Regions from separate parts of the Macaca mulatta genome. Here region 1 is linked to region 2. The links are chromatin contacts, called in public Hi-C maps. All regions are on one chromosome and are shown on one strand. Each heading gives the region's core, a stretch centred on a gene start, on an enhancer-like site or on the middle of the called end of the contact. The rest is flanking DNA. Distances are from core to core; before and after follow the strand shown. Region 1 holds the start of TMEM160 (transmembrane protein 160). Region 2 holds the start of AP2S1 (adaptor related protein complex 2 subunit sigma 1).

The links. A called contact is a pair of places that touch in the nucleus more often than the background predicts.
Region 1: a Hi-C map of CD4 T cells shows a contact between it and region 2, with 6 times the contacts expected there. The contact joins the promoter of TMEM160 here to the promoter of AP2S1 in region 2. A contact is called at or near these places in 2 of 14 Hi-C or Micro-C datasets (CD4 T cells and liver).

The regions. Positions count from the first base shown.
Region 1 is chr19:59,524,539-59,530,839 of T2T-MMU8v2.0, reverse strand. TMEM160 (transmembrane protein 160) reads left to right here and starts at 2,294. Exons shown (of 3, transcript NM_001266299.2): 1 at 2,294-2,510; 2 at 4,521-4,613; 3 at 4,978-5,321. The coding sequence starts at 2,303. The coding sequence ends at 5,243. It overlaps NPAS1 (neuronal PAS domain protein 1), which reads right to left. Exons shown (of 13, transcript XM_077980601.1): 13 at 5,477-6,046. The coding sequence ends at 5,586.
Region 2 is chr19:59,317,021-59,322,749 of T2T-MMU8v2.0, reverse strand. It overlaps AP2S1 (adaptor related protein complex 2 subunit sigma 1), which reads left to right and starts at 2,057. Exons shown (of 5, transcript NM_001261143.2): 1 at 2,057-2,159; 2 at 5,647-5,729. The coding sequence starts at 2,157.

The DNA.
Region 1 (6,301 bases), core at 1,045-3,544, 210 kb before region 2:
GGGAGGAGGAATCCAAAGCCGAGAGTGGGAACCCATACGAATTACTTTTCACTGGACCCTACATTTGGAACCATATTCAAAATAGATTTTTTTTCTTTTTTTTCTTTTCTTTTCTTTTTTTTTTTTTTTTGAGACAGGGTCTCACTTTTTCACCCATGCTGGAGTGCAGTGGTGCAATCTTGGCTCACTGCAGCCTCGCTCTCCTGGGTTCAAGTGATTCTCCTGCCTCAGTTCCCCAGGTAGCTGGGACTACAGGCATGCGCCACAATGCCCAGCAATTTTTTTTTTTTTTTTTTGAGACGGAGTCTCTGTGGCCCAGGCTGGAGTTCAGTGGCGCTATCTTGGCTCACTGCAAGCTCCACCTCCCGGGTTCACGCCATTCTCCTGCCTCAGCCTCCCGAGTAGCTGGGACTACAGGTGCCTGCCACCACGCCCGGCTAATTTTTTTTGTATTTTAGTAGAGACGGGGTTTCACCATGTTAGCCAGCATGGTCTTGATCTCCTGACCTCGTGATCTACCCGTCTCGGCCTCCCAAAGTGCTGGGATTACAGGTGTGAGCCACCGCGCCCGGCCTTTCTTTGGTATTTTTTACAGAGATGGGGTTTCACCATGTTGCCCATGCTGGTCTCGAACTTCTGAGCTCCAGCGATCCACCTGCCTCAACTTCTCAAACAGCTAGGATAATAGGTGTGAGCTACCATGCCTGGCCTGATATTTATTTAACTTTTTAGCAATGATAATAATAATAATAATAATAATTTTTTGAGATGGAGTCTCGCCCTGTCGCCGAGGCTGGGGTGCAATGGCGTGATCTTGGCTCACTGCAACCGGGTTCAAGTGATTCTCCTGCCTCAGCCTCCCGAGTAGCTGGGATTACAGGTACACGCCACCATGCCCGGCTAATTTTTTGTATCTTTAGTAGAGATGGGGTTTCACCATGTTGGCCAGGCTGGTCTCGAATTCCTGACCTCAGGTGACCCACCCACCTTGGCCTCACTTTAGGCGTGAGCCACTATGCCAGGCCATAATTTTTGTATTTGTAGTAGAGACAGGGTTTCACCAGGCTGGTCTCAAACTCCTGACCTCAAATGATCTGCCTGCCTCAGCCTCCCAAAATGTGTTGAGATTACAGGCGTGAGCCACTGCGCCTGGCCTGGCCTGATACTTAGAATTAAAAAAAAAAAAAAAGCCATAAAAAATCAATGCTTTGGGTTAATGATCACAATATATTGTTATGTGAAGAAAAATTAATGGTCAGGTGGCATCTTATTTTATATCTGCATAGAAAAAACACTGGACAGGAATACAAGATGGTAGTAGTAATCACTCATTGGTGGAATTACTGTTGAGGTTTACTCTCCTTTCTGAGATCTTCAAGATTTTGCAAAGATTCTCCATTAAGTGCCCCACGTTTTGTTTTGTTTTCTGGCCATTGGAATTGACGTAATTAATACAAACTACAGGCCGGGTGCGGTGGCTCACGCCTGTAACCCCAGTGCTTTGGGAGGCTGAAGCGGTCAGATCATGAGGTCAGGAGTTTGAGACCAGCCTGACCAACATGGTGAAACCCCGTCTTTACTAAAAATACAAAAATTAGCCGGGCGTGATGGCAGGTGCCTCTAATCCCAGCTATGCGGGAGGCTGAGGCCGGAGAATTGCTTGAACCCGAGAGGCGGAGGTTGCAGTGAGCCGAGATCACGCCACTGCACTGCAGCCTGGGCGACAGAGCAAGACTCAGTCTCCGAAGAAAAAAAAAGAAGAAAAGAAAAGAGAAAAGAAGAGGGAGGAAAGGAAGGAAGGAAGGAGGGAAGGAAGGAGAAAAAGAAAGAAGAAAGAGAAGGAAGGAAGGAAGGAAGGAAGGAGGGAAGGAAGGAGAGAAAGAAGAAAGAGAAGGAAGGAAAGAGAAAGAAAGAAGGAAGGAAGGAAAGAAATAGAGAGAGAGAAAGGAAAAGAAAAGAACTACAATAGGTGTTCAGCGTGTACTCCGTTAAAAAAAAAAAAATAGAATAAAAACTACAAGTTCCAGCAGACATCTCGCCTACGACTTCTGTAGATCGTCTTTCCCCGAACGCAATGATCGCTGGGATTCGTAGTCCAGTGACAAAATCAAGGAGGGACGCGCACTACCGGCCTAGATGACAGAGGAGGGAATCACTACCATTCCGACCAATGGACAGTTCACGCCGAAACTGAGTGGCGAGCGCATAGCCAATGGGTAAGCCATTCAGCCTGAGTGACATGGGTTGCAACCTACAGGAGGCCCGTGGGGCGGTACGGCGCGCGGCGCCCGTAGTGCGAACCATGGGAGGCGGCTGGTGGTGGGCTCGGGCCGCTCGCCTCGCCCGTCTCCGCTTCCGGAGGTCGCTACTGCCGCCTCAGCGGCCCCGGAGCGGGGGCGCCCGGGGGTCCTTCGCCCCCGGCCACGGTCCCCGCGCCGGGGCTTCGCCGCCCCCAGTGTCCGAGCTGGACCGTGCGGACGCCTGGCTCCTCCGAAAGGCGCACGAGACAGGTCGGTGGCTGGAGGTGGGGGCGGCGTGGATGGGACGGGGGTCCCGGGCGCGCGTGGAACCTCGATGGGGCGGAGGCTTCTGCAGGAAACGGGGCCCGGGCTCGGCTCCGAGAAGGGCTTCAGTGTGAGCGCACGGAAGCGCAGAGTGCAAGAGCGCAGGTGCCCGCAGAGAGGATGGGCTTTCGGGGAGGACGAGGACCCCGCGTAACGGGGCGCCGTAGGGATTGGAGGGGGTGGTAGGGTTGCGCGAGGCAGCCTCGTAGAATCGCGCCTGTCGTGTGAAGAGGGGCTTCCAGGGAAAGCTTAGAGTCTGTGGAGTTGGGTACTAGAGGGGTCCGTCCCGATTACAGAGGCCACCACTGTGCAGAGAGCGGGAGTGTGGATCCCCGCAGACGAGGGGGAAGTTCAGGATTGGAGGAGGGGACAACCAATAGGGAAAAAGCTCTCTGCTGATTGGAGGGGGAGGTGATCTAGGCTGCAGGGGGCGGGGCTTGTGACGGAGGCGAGGTCCAGAATGTAGCGGAGTGGCCATCTATTTTTTTTTTTAATTTAATTTAATTTAATTTAATTTAATTAATTTATTTTTTTGAGACGGAGTCTCGCTCTGTCATCGGGGCTGGAGTGCAGTGGCCGGATCTCAGCTCACTGCAAGCTCCGCCTCCCGGGTTTACGCCATTCTCCTGCCTCAGCCTCTCAAGTAGCTGTGACTACAGGCGCCCGCCACCTCGCCCGGCTAGTTTTTTGTATTTTTTAGTAGAGACGGGGTTTCACCGTGTTAGCCAGGATGGTCTCGATCTCCTAACCTCGTGATCCGCCCGTCTCGGCCTCCCAAAGTGCTGGGATTACAGGCTTGAGCCACCGCGCCCGGCCAATTTTATTTTTTTAATGACAATGTTTTGCTCTGTCACCCAGGCTTGAGTGCAGTGGCACAATTTTAGCCCACTGCAGCCTTCAACTCCTGGACTCAAGTCATCCTCTTGCCTCAGCCTCCTGCTTAGCTGGCGCTACAGGCATACACCACCGTGCCCAACTATTTTAATTTATGCAGAGACGGGGTCTCGCTTTGTTGCCCAGGCTGGTCTGAACTCTTGGGCTCATACAATCTTGCCTTGGCTTCCCAAAGTGCTGGGATTACAGGCGTGAGCCACCTCACTGGGCCAGTACTGGGTATCTAGATATAGGGTGTGGTGGGCTGTTTGTAAGGGACTTGAATGGGGACGGACGTGGATGGGATTGGCGCAGGCCATACTCGGTAGGAGATGGCGGCATTTGAAGGAAAGGAAGGGCGAGGCTGAAGTGCGGCCTGGGTTAGGAAAGTTTGCCCCAGAGTTCTGAGAAAGAAGTAAGTAGGCAGGCCGTGGGGATATACATAGAGGGAGGGGGTTGGTCAGGATGGCTCTTCAGATTGGAGGTTCTGCAATTTTGCCCCTGGATTGTCCTCCACATTCTGCAGGGACTATCTTGAATCCTTTATTTATTTTTTTGAGACGGAGTCTCGCTCTGTCACCCAGGCTGGAGTGCTGTGGCAAGATCTTGGCTCACTACAAACTCCACCTCCTGGATTCAAGTGATTCTCCTCCCTCAGCTTCCCGAATAGCTGGGACTACAGGCACGTGCCACCACACCCTGCTAATTTTAGTATTTTTAGTAGAGACGGGGTTTGACTATGTTGGCCAGGCTAGTCTCAAACTCCTGACCTCGTGATCTACCTGCCTTGGCCTCCCAAAGTGCTGGAACTACAGGCGTGAGCCACCGCACCCAGCCCTTGAATCCTTAGTGTTACAGAGTTTGGGGGAGAGGGGCACTGAGGTGGAGGCCAGAGAGCATGTGGGGGGATGTGGTTAGGTGAGGGACTTCCAGGAAGAGGTGAGGATTTGGGGTGGGCTTGCCTTGTGGCTGCATGGGGTGGAGTGAGCTGAAGGGGGAGCCCCTTCAGTTTTACAGGGCAAGGGAGATTGAGGAGGTAGGGTTGGGGGTGATGTTAATCCCCCCATGTCTCCCTCCCTCCAGCCTTTCTCTCCTGGTTCCGAAATGGCCTCCTGGCATCGGGCATCGGAGTCATCTCCTTCATGCAGAGTGACATGGGTCGCGAAGCAGCATATGGTGAGTACAGATCCCCACTCTCACCTCCACCAGGGAACCAGGGAATCCAGAGCCCCTACCACCTGTCCTGGTGAGGGTAGACTTTCCCATCCCATCCCACTCCCAGTAGTAAGCACAGAACCCCCATTCTTCCCCCACCAGGAAGACACCCCTCCCATGGGCCCATCTGAATGGGTGGCCCAGGACATGGCTATGGTCCCCTCCCCTCCGATCTGATTCTCAAAGATGCAGTCCAGCCCCTGGCACGGCCCTGCCTCTGTTCCTGTCTCCTCAACCCTGGCTTTGCTCCCAGACCATTCCCCACACCCCCGATACCTTTTCGTCCCCCGACCTTGGCCCTGTCGCTACCCTGCCTCTCCCGCAGGCTTCTTCCTGCTGGGCGGCCTGTGCGTGGTGTGGGGCAGTGCCTCGTACGCGGTGGGCCTGGCGGCGCTGCGAGGGCCCATGCAGCTGACGCTGGGGGGCGCGGCCGTGGGCGTGGGCACCGTGCTTGCCGCCAGCCTGCTCTGGGCGTGCGCAGTGGGCCTCTACATGGGGCAGCTGGAGCTGGACGTGGAGCTGGTGCCCGAGGACGACGGGACGGCCTCCACAGAAGGCCCTGATGAGGCGGGTCGGCCGCCACCCGAGTGAGCGACACGGCTGTGGGGCCTGGCAGGCGCTGGACGACAGCGCCCGAGGACTGGGACATTAAAACCTGACCTCCCCTCCTCCAGATGCAGAGTGCTGGTTCGTGTTCCTTGGGGAAGGGCGGCGAGGAGCGGACTAACTGGAGAGGCGGGAGGGCGGGTGGTGGGAGAGGGAGGAGAGGACCTGGGGGGAGACCGAAATGGACAAAGGAGCTCACAGCCCGGAGCCCAAACCACTGCAGGGAGAGCTGGCGTTTAATTGTCAGGGCTACGGGCACAGTCGGGCCCGCTGTCCCGGGGGGCCCCCAGTCGTCGCAGGGTCCAGTGCCGGCGGCTCTGCCAGTCCTCAGTCCCCCTTCCGCGGCAGCCTGGTGCCCGCGGGCCCCGGGTAGGGCAGGCCCAGGGGCGGGTAAAAGGCCTCCGGGAGCGCGGGGCCCGGACCCAGCCTCTGCAGGTGCGGGTACACCAGGCCCAGCTCCGCGGGGCCGTAGCGGATGGTGCCGGGCGTGCACAGGCCTCGCACTACCGGTGGCAGGAAGCCCGCGTGCAGGAGGGCGGGCGGGGGGTCCCCGGGAGGCGCCAGGCCCCATGGCCGCACCGGATCCTGCTTCAGGACCCCTGCCCGGATGACAGAGGTGAACTCGGGCCGCGGGGTGGCCGGGTGGCCGGAGGGATCCTCATCGCCACTGTCCTCTGAGCCTTTGGTTTCCCTCGGGCTGGGCTCCACTTTGATGCGTTTGCCCTGGGTCTGGGGGACCTCGTTCTCCGCAGGGGCAGCCTGCTTCCCTTCAGTCGGAGGCTCTAGCTCTGGAAGAGGAAGATGGTCAGGGCCTGTGTGTGTCCCCAGCCCTCAGTCTTCCTGTCTTTGGAATGGAGCTGTGCTCAACGGGACAGACCTGTAGTTCTCAGCTGGGAGTGGTTCTTTTTTTTTTTTTTTTTTTTTTGAGAGGGAGTCTTGCCCTGTCCCCCAGGCTGGCGTGCACTAGCACCATCTGGGCTCACTGCAACTTCCGCCTCTGGGGTTCAAGCTATTCTCCTGCCTCAGCCTCCCGAGTAGCTGGG
Region 2 (5,729 bases), core at 808-3,307:
CTTGAGCCACCGCGCCCGGCCTTTTTTTTTTTTTTTAAACAGAGTCTCTCTCTGTCCCCCAGGCTGGAGTGCAGTGGCAAAATCTCGGCTCACCACAACCTCCACCTCCAGGGTTCAAGCACTTCTCTTGCCTCAGCCTCCCGAGTAGCTGGTACTACAGGCATGTGCTACCAAGCCTGGCCAATTTTTGTATTTTTAGTAGAGATGCTGTTTCGCCATGTTGGACAGGCTGGTCTCAAACTCCTGACCTCAGGTTATCTGCCCGTCTTGGCCTCCCAAAGTGCTGGGATTACTGGAGTGAGCCACCACGCCTGGCCTGCTTTGTTCTTATTAGGGCCAATCTCCCCTCAGTACTAATAGTAATAACTTTATTGACTGCTTACCATCTGTCATCATGTTCTAGGTAATGAAGATACAGTTATCAGACAGGGTCCCTGCCCTCAACAACTCACTACCTAATGAGAGATCTAGACAAACATACACTACATACTCATAGGGCAAATGAAATAATTTTTAAAATGTAATAAAGGCCATTTAAAAAAACCAAACTAGGTTGGGCATGGTGACTCATGCCTGTAATCTCAATACTTTGAGAGGTGGAAGAGGAAGGATCGCTTGAACTCAGGAGTTCAAGAGCAGCCTAGGCAACATAGCAAGACCCTGTCTCTACAAAAAGTACCCAAAAATAGCCAGGTGTGACGGCATGTGTATGTAGTCTCAGCAACTCGGGAGGCTGAAGCCAGGGGATCGCTTGGGCCCAGCAGGTTGAGGCTGCAGTGAGCTGAGATCATGCCACTGTACTACAGCCTGGGTGACCAAGGGAGACCCTCTTTCAGGAAAAAAACAAAGACAAAAGCAAAACACATCAAAAAAACTAAACTAACTGCGGACCTGGAGTTTTTGCTTTTTTTTTTTTTTTTTGACAGAGTTTTGCTCTTGTCACTCCAGCTAGAGTGTAATGGTATGATCTCGGCTCACTGAAACCTTTGCCTCCCGGGTTCAAGCAATTCTCCTGCCTCAGTTTCCTGAGTAGCTGGGATTACAGGCACCTTCCATCACACCCAGCTAATTTTTGTATTTTTAGTGGAAACAGGGTTTCACCATTTTGGCCACGCTGGTCTCGAACTCCTGACCTCAGGTGATCCACCCACCTTAGCCTCTCAAAGTGCTGAGATTACAGGCATGAGCCACCACACCCTGGCCAACCTAGAGATTTTTTTTTTTTTGGAGTCTTTATTGCCCAAGCTGGGGTGCAGTGGTGAGATCTGGGCTCACTGCAACCTCTGCCTCCTGGGTTCAAGTGATTCTCCTGCCTCAGCCTCCTGAGTAGCTGGGATTGTAGGTGCGCACCACCATGCCCGGCTAATTTTTTGTATTTTTAATAGAGATGGGGGTTTCACCATGCTGGTCAGGTTGGTCTCTCGAACTCCCGACCAAGTGATCCGCCCGCCTCGGACTCCCAAACTGCTGGGATTACAGGGGTGAGCCACCACGCCCGGCCGGTTCAAATGCATGCTCTTAAACTGTTGTCTCCCGAGAGACACATGCAACATGTTTTAAGCAAAGCACTGGCTTGGTGTGGTGGTGGCTCATGCCTGTAATCTTGGTGATTTGGGAGGCTGAGGGTCGCTTGAACTGAGTTCGAGATCAACCTAGGCAATATATCTAGACCCGTCTCTATTTAAAAAAAAAAATTGAAGAAATCACTGAATGAGGAATGGAAAGACATTTTCTAGCTCCCCAGGACAGTTTTTCAAAATTTAAAACTACTATTCCCAGCATGCCCTTCTCTCTGGGGTTGGGGGGGGGGGGGTGCCTAAGAGAACTACATTTCCCCGAATGCAACGCCTGCACCGCTGGTTCTTCATCATCTTGGGAACTGTAGTCCTCTGTAAAGATGTTTGTCCACAAATCCCAGCATGCACTTGGGATCTGACTCGTTTAGTAGGAAAAGGACTGGCTGTGACTCTTCACCCATCTTCACCCAGGCTGGCCCCATTGGTGAAACTACAACTCCCAGGGGTCTGTGCGCGAGAGGGAAGGCGGGTTTTTCTACCGGAAGTCCGCTCTAGCTCTGGGCCCTACAACTGCACCCTGAGCCGGAGCTGCCCAGTCGCCGCGGGACCGGGGCCGCTGGGGTCCGGACGGGGGTCGCCATGGTAACGGGGGCGCGCTACGCCTGGGACTGGCGGAGGGGGGTCCACGCGTAAATAGCCGAGGCTCGATTGGGCGCTGACAAGCCCCTTCTCTGCTGCGGATGGTCTGGGTCGGGCGCGGGCTCCGGGGATTGGGGCCAGGGCCGGGAAGGAGGGCACAGGGCGGTGATTCTAAGCGCGGGGGTTACCAGGGGTCTCGCGGCGACAGGCATTGGGGTGGTGTTCCAAGGGGAAAGGGCCGTGCAGGTGGGAGACATTGTAGATAGTTGGAAGCTTTGAAACGGGAGGAAACTCGTGAGACACAGTCTTGGGGGTAGCGAGAAGGCATTGGAGGTGGGGAGGGGGCGTCCCAAAGAGGAAGGCGCTCTGGAAGTGTGGCGGGAGCGCTGGGACAAGAACGCGAGACCTTGGAAAAGGGGAGGGAGGTTTTCTTGGTGGGAGGAGTCTCTAGAGACAAGGATCTGATTGCAGGTGGAGAGGGGATGTTGAAACAGGGGCAGGAGACTGCCTATGAGAGAGGGATCATCTCAAGGAGAAGAGACCTGGCACAGGAAACCAAAAGGAGGCAACTGTAGGGAATGAGACTTAAGCGTCTGGGAGAGCTCTGTAAAAGGAGAGAGGGCCTGGAGATAAGATAGACACTCGGAATGAATGGGGAGCAATTGAATAGCAATTGAATAGGTCTTTCCAAAAAGAGAGATCTTGTGGGGTGGGGAGTAGGCTTGAAAGTGTGAGATCTGGGGAGGAATCTTTGTTGGGGCAAAGACTGAACATTGGATTTAGGAGTGCCCCTATCCCCCAGGTTGGGGCTTTGGATCTAGGAAAGGGTTCCTCGGGCTGGAAGTTGGGAAAGAAAACGAATGGGAAAGGGTGTCAGAGTCGGGGCGGAGTCTCCTCCAGGAACAGGGTCCTTGGAGGCAAAATGTGACCTTTTGAAGAAGGGAGGAAACCTGGGAGTGGAACAAGGGATGTCACCAATAAAAAGCCCATTGAGGCCCCAAGGAGGGGAACTAAGACCGAGAAAGTGGAGGTCAAAAGGGAACAACTCCAGATGAGGGGGATTGGAGACAGGGAAGGTTGGGGGGCATCTAGGGGGGACGGTAGAGGCGTGAGGATGCAGGGATTCAGGACGGAGGGGACTTGAGATTCCGATTGGGAAGAAAACAGGGAGAGGTATACGAGGGAATTTGGGAGCAAGAGGCAGAGCGTTTTGTCAACTCTGTGGGTTTGCTTCTAGTTCTCCTAACTCTGTGCATATGTCTCGGGCTTGGCTCCCAGGCTGTGGCTGCCTGGTGTAGGTCCCCCAATGTCCCTTCCTGCCCGGGACCCCTCCCCTGCTAGGAAGTGGTTTTCCCTGGCTCAGCAGAAGGAGTTCTTGGAAGGAGAGTGTAACATCCTGTTGCAGTCCAGTTTGGTTGGTTGGGGGAGGGAGGATAGAGTGTGTGGAGAATGAGGCTTAGGAAAGAGAGTGGACTCTTTCCTAAGAGAAGACTCTCAGGCTGGGGTGGTGACTCATGCCTGTAATCTCAGCACTTTGGGAGGCTGAGGCAGGCTGGTCACATGAGGTCAGGAGTTCGAGACCAGCCTGGTCAACATGGTAAGACCCCCCTCTCTACTAAAAATACAAAAATTAGCCAGGCGTGGTGGTGGACGCCTGTAATCCCAGCTACTTGGGAGCCTGAGGCAGGAGGATCGCTTGAACCCGGGAGGCAGAGGCTGCAGTAAGCCGAGACTGTGCCACTGGCCTAGGTGACAGAGTGAGATTCTGTCTCAAAAAAAAAAAAAAGAAAAGAAAAGAGAAAAGGCCGGGCACAGTGGCTCATGCCTGTAATCCCAGCATTTTGGGAGGCTGAGGCGGGCAGATCACAAAGTCAGGAGTTCGAGACCAGCCTGACCAACATAGTGAAACCCCATCTCTACTAAAAATACAAAAATTAGCCGGGCATGGTGGCATGCGCCTGTAATCCCAGGTACTTAGGAGGCTGAGGCAGGAGAATCGCTTGAACCTGGGAGGCAGAGGTTGCAGTGAGCTGAGACAGTGTCATTGCAGTCTAGCCTAGGCGACAGAGTGAGACTCTGTCTCAAAAAAAAAAAAAAAAAGATAGTGGTGATTTTTACACAACTGTGAATATATACTAAGAGAATATACCAAAACCCATTTTAACTGTCTACATTTTAAGTGGATGGATTTTATAGTGTGTGAATTACATTTCAATTTTATAAAAAGTTAGTAAGCAAAGAGAAAAAAAGAAGTGGCAGAGCTGAGACTTAGCCCAAAGGAGTCTGAACCTCAAACATTTGAGTATCTACCACCTCCTAGCCACTGGACTAAGTTTATAAACTTTTTTTTAACCTTTAAAAAAACCCTGGTTGGCTGGGCATGGTGGCCCATGCCTATAACCCCACACTTTGGGAGGCAGAGGCGGGTGGATCACCTGAGGTCAGGAGTTCGAGACTAGCCTGGCCAACATGGTGAAACCCCGTCTCTACCAAAAATACAAAAATTAGCCAGGTGTCGTGGCAGGTGCCGGTAATCCCAGCTACTCAGGACACTGAGGCAGGAGAATTGTTTCAACCCAGGAGGTGGAGGTTACAGTGAGCCAAGATTGCACCATTGCACTCCAGCCTGGGTGACAGACGAAACACTAAACATTTAAAAATAACAAAAAACAATAATGAAAAACCACCCTGGCGAGATGAATCTTCTTGGGAGACTTGTTTTGCTGGTGAGGAAACTGAGGCCTAGAGAGGCAGACAAGGCTGGGCACGGTGGCTCGTGCCTGTAATCCTAGCACTTTGGGAGGCTGACGTGGGAGAATTGCTTGAGCCCAGGAGTTTAAGACCAGCCAGGGCAACATAGCAAGACTCTGTCTCTACAAAAAAAAAGAGAGAGAGACGGCCGGGCGCGGTGGCTCAAGCCTGTAATCCCAGCACTTTGGGAGGCCGAGATGGGTGGATCACGAGGTCAGGAGATCGAGACCATCCTGGCGAACACAGTGAAACCCCGTCTCTACTAAAAAATACAAAAAACTAGCCGGGCGAGATGGCGGGCGCCTGTATTCCCAGCTACTCGGGAGGCTGAGGCAGGAGAATGGCGTAAACCCGGGAGGCGGAGCTTGCAGTGAGCTGAGATCCGGCCACTGCACTCCAGCCCGGGCGACAGAGCGAGACTCCGTCTCAAAAAAAAAAAAAAAAAAAAAAAAAAAAAGAGAGAGAGACAAGAGGTGGTGGAGCCTGGGACTCGGAGCTGACTCCTGAGTTGACTTGTGGAAGGGAAGTCACTTCACAGGGGTGCTGGAGGGACCAGGGATAGAGCATGTGGCCAGGCTGGCCTGGCTTGGGTCTGGGGAGCAGCCGAGACTCCTGGAAGTCAGACAGCAGGGAGGCCCTGAGCCCTATCTCTCCTCTGGGTGGATGGGTGGGGTCGTTGGGCAGCGCCCAACCCGCCCTCCCTGCCTCTCTCACTTCCTCCTTCTCCTGCTCTCCCCAGATCCGCTTTATCCTCATCCAGAACCGGGCAGGCAAGACGCGCCTGGCCAAGTGGTACATGCAGTTTGATGATGATGAGAAACA